2 separate regions of the Mus musculus genome follow, and region 2 is linked to region 1. A link is a contact called in public promoter capture Hi-C data. All regions are on one chromosome and are shown on one strand. Each heading gives the region's core, a stretch centred on a gene start, on an enhancer-like site or on the middle of the called end of the contact. The rest is flanking DNA. Distances are from core to core; before and after follow the strand shown.

Region 1 (3,177 bases), core at 408-2,907:
TTCTTGTAGTAGAGGCCCTGTGTTCAGCTCGCAGCATCCATAGGGCAGCTCACATTTGTCTGGAACGTTAGTTTCAGGAGAACTGATGCCCTGTTGTGACCTCTGCAGGCACCAGGCAACAATGCAGTGTATGTAAATGCAGGGACACACACACACACACACACACACACACTCACCCCAGGACCCTAAAGTTTGTATCAACAGTGGAAGCTGATACAGCTAATGGCTACTTAACATGCTACTTAACGTGTCATTCTTTATAATAAATGGTGTCCGTCCAGTCTTATCTCACCTAATTCTTAAAGCAGCCTATGAAGATGTAATGGTTATCCTATTCACATGGGTAAGTATGGCAGGGCCTGGATGTCCAGGTCTTACAAGGTAATGTGAGTTTTCAGTGATGAGAACTCAGGTAAGAAAATTAAAGGGGCCGATAGGACCACAGGCTGGGATAGAGGACAGTTCACCATTGTTCCTAGGGGTCCATAGGCCTCCTTAAGTGTGTGAATCACATGAACATTAAAACCACATCTGCCATTTGGTCTTGATAAACTAGACTTGGACTACAGCAGTCTTGTCTTGAAAACCCTAGTTCCAGTGGGGACATGGGTGAGGGTGAGGGCTAAGTCCCAGGACTCATCCCAGTCATTCCGGTCTGGCTAATAGCGAGTGCTCAAATTCTATTTGCCAAAAGGGAGACTCCCTCTCCCACTCCCATCTTCCTTGTACCCTGGGGCAATTCATTGTTTTCCTTCCCCCACATTCCGCATTTGGATTCCTATCTGTCTGAGAGCAGGTTGGCTCTCATTAAGGCACTATATGTTAAGTTGAATGAGCTGTTACCCAGGCAAACTAATTACCAAGGGCAAAGGTAAGGAGGATACTTGAGTGGTTAATTGGAAGTATCTATACGCGGCATGACTGGCACCCCTTCTTGATTCGCTGATTTTATCATTCTAGGCGACAAAGGACAGAAGGTACATTTTATATTTTTCCACCAAGCAAAGGTACTAAAGTTCTCGGGATGGACATTGGAAAGGCGCCCACAGACACGTTTTCGCCCGGGACACCGCCCTAAGATCAGAGTAGGAAGACTCCTTTCTCCTTGGATGCGCTTGGCAAGCCCTGCCCCTAAAGAGGGGCGGGGGTGGAGGTGGAGAAAGAAAGCGTCCACACCACGCGCGTCAGCCCGAGTACGGACTGGCAAGTGATCCGGGCGCGCGAACCTCTGCCATTTATTTATTTATTTTCTTCCCACCGGGTGCGCTGTCCCTTTAAATGGGAATGCTGCTGCTGCTGGCTCCGTAACACCGGAGCCGGCAGCTTGTTGATTTCAGCGCTGGTGAATTTCACATTGTTTCCACTTCACTTTCCTTGCCCCCGGGGAGGCTCGAGTCCACTCCCGGACGCCGCCACCGATCCCGGCAGGACTCGAGGAGGGCAGGGGCCCGCAGCGGCGCAGCGGGCGGGGGCGGGAGGACCGGGGGCCGGGGCCACACGCGCACCTCGCCGCAGTCGGGCTCCTCCCGCGAAGGAGCGCGGCCGCCCCGAGCGCAGCGCGGCGCGGGGCCCGTCCAGAAGCCAGCCCGCCCACGGGCCGGGCTGCCCAGCCGCGCCGGGAGGCCGGGGCGGGGTGGGGGGCGGGGGTGGGTGCCGCGGCCGCCGCGGAGCCGCCGCTCGGCGCGTTTTGCATGAAGATGGCGGCTCCCACCGCCAGCAAGGCAGCCTCCCTGGGCTGCAACAACAAGCCTGCCTTCCCGGAGCTGGATTTCAGGTCTGGAGCTCGGGTGGAGGAACTGAACAAACTCATCCAGGAATTCACCAGGCACGACCAGCGGGAATACGACGACCAGAGAGCGCTGGAGATCCACACTGCCAAGGATTTCATCTTTTCCATGCTGGGTAAGGAGAACGGGGAGGATGTGTGAGTATGCGTGTGTGCGCGGGTGTGATGGAGCGGGTGGAAGCTATGGTCCCCGCTCTGGCGTTTGCCCGGGGTGTCACCCCTGGTTCCGTGAGGTCCCCTTTCCTCTCCACCGCCAGCTCAGCTGCCCCCTCCGCTCCTGCCTGCTGCGCTCGGCGCGGGGTGCCCCTCTCCTTCCCGATCGCCCGCTCTTTTGTTGGTTCCTCGGCCGCGGGGCTGGCGGGCAGGTGAGGCGGCGGCGGGAGACGCCTCCCGGCTTGGGGAGTCCCCAAGCGGCTCCGGCCGGCTGACACCGGCTCTCCTGCAACCCCGGGCGGCCGTGGTGGAGGCCGACCCGTGCTGGAGCGACAAGTTGCTTCTGTCGTGGTTGCGGCGCGGCGCTGTCACGCCGAGCCCCGGGTGGCCAAACTTGTTGGGTGTTCCAGAGTAACCCGCGGAAGTAGTCCGGGCGCCCGGAGTTGCCTCCAACTTTGATTTGCAAATCGACTTCCCTTTGAAGGGGTCGGAAGCATTTCCGGTGCTTCTCCGGGTTGTTGCTGAGCTGGAATTCCTAATTCCTTGCTTGAACACGACCAAGCTCAGAGCTCTGGCCGCGGAGGAGCGCTGTCCCCCTCGTCTTTGTGTATTGTCCTACTGATGGCTAAGAGGTGCTCAAGTTTCCCACTCTGGGCAGCCCTGGGTTAGAAAAATTTCTCCCACCGTATCCCCCAGCTCTTCACCGACGGGTCTGGAAAGATGAAGAAAAATAATGGGTTCCGGGGATCCAACCCTATCCCTGGCGTCCTGCGGTGGGATTATTGCTTCTGAGTTGTAGAATGAGCATCCGCTGCTGGGAGCCTCGAGTGTGTAGCGCTGTCATGCAGCAGTGGTGGCCCCGTGGTTTACATTCAGCAGGGCTGGACTGGAGGAGCCTTGCTCTCCAAAGGTTTCCACAGTCAATTTTTCAGATAGTGGTAATTGTGATTGACAAAGGCCTTTTAACTACAGGACAGAGTCTTTGCATTCTCTTGGGATCTAACGAGATTGCACTGTTGTTTCTTCCTACCTTATTCCCTCCAGATACCTTTTCTTGCCTCTCTTAGCTCAAGTCGAAGTGATACCGATTGAATGTGGTCCACTGGTCCTCTGAAGAATTAAGCAAGTTGGATGGGCCGTGTTAAACGCGGGAGTATGTTTTCTTTCTCCTGCTCACTCCACACGTATATTCTAGGTATTCTAGGTGGGGAATGTGGTTGAAAGATCCATATTTGGAT
Region 2 (3,177 bases), core at 450-2,949, 70 kb before region 1:
CACTCTCCTGGAAGGATCTCGCCCTGACATCCTATCGCTTCCCCACAGCTAAGTCTGATGTGGCTGAAATGGGGTCCTGCTGTGCTTGGGCCATTAGGATTCACATCTCCCTTCATCTATGACAGATGTCAAGAGGACGAATTCTCTCTTGAGAAAAGGCCCCAATTAAATATGCTCATTAAAGCTCCGTGAGTCTTCTCCTTTCTTCAAATGCGCAGCAAAAATGAATCTCTGTCTGCTGACCTGAAACCTGGCCAAAGAGTGCTTGGCCCGGGTGCAGTGTGGGATGGCTGCCAGAACCACGTGAGCTGTACACAGCAGTTTCACCGGCAAATGCCAGGCTCTTCCTGCTGCCCCTCCAGCTGGTGGTCAGACACTGGTGGGTGCCTGAAGAAGGAACCCTGAACCGAATAGCACAGTTTACTCATGATCAAAACGAAGAGAACACATTACGCTAAAGTGAGTTCAAATCTGTCCAGTCAGGCCCTCATTGGTCTCATCCACGAATTCTGGCTTTCTGTGTACATGATACAAAGCAAGACAGTAAAGGGAGCATGAAACAGAAAGCAATAGTATAGAGCTAATTGTATAAAAATGTCACCATCAGCCACAATGTGTGAATAGAGGACACTGTTGGGGCCATGAAGACTACAGATCTCGAGAATACAGTCCCTCCCAGGCCACTGCCACTACCACTGATATCACCATCAAAATCCAAGTAATGTTTATGACATATTTCCTGTCTAATAGGTGGTGCTATATGGTTGAGTACTGTGTGTTAATTCATGGCTCATTACTATGTGCTAAATCATTTAACCCCGTAAAAGCCCTTTGATGAGATCTAATCACATGATTCTTCCTATTTGCAGAAAACAAAAAAGTGAGATCTAGAGAGAATAAAATAACTTATTGATAAGGTAAGATCAGGTAGGAGAGAACAGAATAAAGACTCCTGCTTTGTCTACTACTTTGGTTGCACAACAAAGCCTCTGTTATTGAAACTGGTAAGGTGATGCTCTTACACACACAAACACACACACACACACACACACACACACACACACACACACACACACACCACACCCTTCGGCCTCCTTCTGCCCTGGGAGCTTGGCTTCTGGTCCTAAGCACATCATGCCATCTCCTTCAAATTGTCTCCTTGTTTCTGTGCAAATAAATATGCCTGAGGTCTTAACCCATTTAAAAATTGAAGTATATGTTTTCTACAGCTCATTGGGGGATCACCAGTCTATATTTGCACTAATCTCCATGCCGTCTCCATAAATATTTTCATTTAGAAAGAGTATGTTGCTTTATTAAGTCATTTTAAATTACTGTCTTTTATCTTGATCATCTTTTATTATTATGACCTGTGTCTCCATCAGATTTGAAGAATACCACGACATGGACCATGCTTTGAATTACTCTCAGCCCCGGCCACATACCCGTGCCAGTTGGTAAGTGTTAATTAAACTGGATGCAGCCTCTTCCTCAGCTTCAGCATAAACTCCCCATTAGTCAGTATTTAACCGGCCTTATGAGCTTCTGAGGAAACGGTAGGAATACAACCATCAGCCAGAGTCTGGTCGCCCCTCTGAAAAACATGTGACTTTTGTAGGACTCCCAGAATGGACAGAAGACTCCCTGATCTCCACCCATGCTCCTCCTGTGCCAGCCTGGGTGAGTCACACGCCAGCACCTCACCATGTCCACACACCTCCACGTATCTCACAAGGTCAGAACAGGCTTTCCTGGCAATGCTGGCAGAGAAGAGACATCTGGCAAGCATGAACATGCTGGCACCAGACACCTGGCCCACTTAAACCAGCTTTAGTTATGATCTTCACATTCTGTATCCAGGCCAATGCAGAGGGTAGGAAATGACTATATCGCCTCTCCAAAATCTGGCCTGTGCAAGCCAGGTTCATGATGGTCATCTGTTGCACTATCTGTCGGTGGCACCTGCAGCTCAGACAGCCAAAGCCAGAAGTTGTTGATTGAGACCTTGGCAATCCTAGCATCCCGTAGTAACGCCAAGAGCTGAAAAGGTGACGAGTTGTCTAAATTGTCTTGTCAACATCACTGGCAGGTTTCAATATTCAAATGCTGCAAAGGACAGATGAGAGATGCTCCAGGTATGTTATGCTTCACAGATGCCAGTGGAAGGAAAGAGGCAGCAAATGGTGGAGAGCTTAGTGATTTCTCAGGGGGCAAGGACTGAGAGCCCTTTACTGCTTTCGCAAAGTGGGGTTGTTGATGACTAACAGACCTTTCATTAAGAGCCAGGGAGTCTCAGTTTCATTGACCAGAAGACAAGATAAAGCAACCTTAGCAACAGAAAGAAACATTGTATCCAGTTTGAAATTGTATTCCCACTAAAACTGCATTAAAAGAGATGGGGAACTTAAAAAAAAAAAAACTAAAAAAATGGAGAACTGGGAACAACATGAGTAAATATAGAAATGTTTTTTTAATATTTAAGGCTCATTAAAGGTTATTAGATTTTAACAAAAAAATAATTTCAATGTATGCGGGGTTTAAAATATATGTACCAGTTAAAAATCTATGCAGAGATCCCGAAGGCCAAGACAAGAAGCAGGAGAACACCACTGTTCAAATAACGTGGTGCTAATGGTTACAACACTGTGGGTGCTTTGGATGAAAAGGGCCATATAGGCTCACATATTTCAAAAAATTGGTCCCCAGCTAGTGGTACTATATGGGGAAGTATAGGAGGTGTGACCCCGTGGGAAGAAGGAAGTAACTAGAGATAAGCTTAAAAGTAAAAGGTCTTCTATCTCCTTCTGCTTCATGCTTATGGTAAAGGCAGTGAGGGCTCAGCTTCTTGCTCCTGCTACTGCTTACTGCCTAGCATCCCCACCTGGATGGACTTTCATCTCTCTGGAACCATAAGACAAAGTAAATTCTTTTTTTTTTATTCTATAAGTTTTCTTGAAAATAATGTTTTACATTTGACAGCAACAGAAAGGTAACTAATACAAACATGACTTAAATAAACACTAAAATAAGTTTATGATGAATATAACAAAGCAGACATCAAAATCAAATAACAGAGTTGTAATTAATTTACCAATAAAAGATGTGATGGAATAAAATGCTGAAAACTGAATTAAACCTAAAGAATGACATAAAAACAGTAGGAGGGACAAAAGTCAT

Evidence for each region. Promoter capture Hi-C pulls out the DNA fragments that hold promoters and counts their contacts.
Region 2: a promoter capture Hi-C map of liver shows a contact between it and region 1. The contact joins the enhancer-like site here to the promoter of Mb21d2 in region 1. A contact is called at or near these places in 3 of 39 promoter capture datasets (the 3T3-L1 cell line, the C10 cell line and liver), 4 of 484 Hi-C or Micro-C datasets (cerebellar granule neurons, cerebellum and uterus), 1 of 115 datasets of contacts at active chromatin or transcription factors (embryonic stem cells) and 1 of 9 other capture datasets (liver).

The regions. Positions count from the first base shown.
Region 1 is chr16:28,928,178-28,931,354 of GRCm38.p6, reverse strand. Mb21d2 (Mab-21 domain containing 2) reads left to right here and starts at 1,657. Exons shown (of 2, transcript NM_177718.3): 1 at 1,657-1,902. The coding sequence starts at 1,692.
Region 2 is chr16:28,998,488-29,001,664 of GRCm38.p6, reverse strand. No RefSeq gene overlaps it. Among named protein-coding and RNA genes, the nearest start is that of Mb21d2, 70 kb to the right of the region's middle. Within about 2 kb of position 1,699, at least 12 of the 459 cell types and tissues checked have an H3K27ac peak or open chromatin away from gene starts, as enhancers often do. A contact at or near this core is called in cerebellar granule neurons, cerebellum and liver, where this site is marked.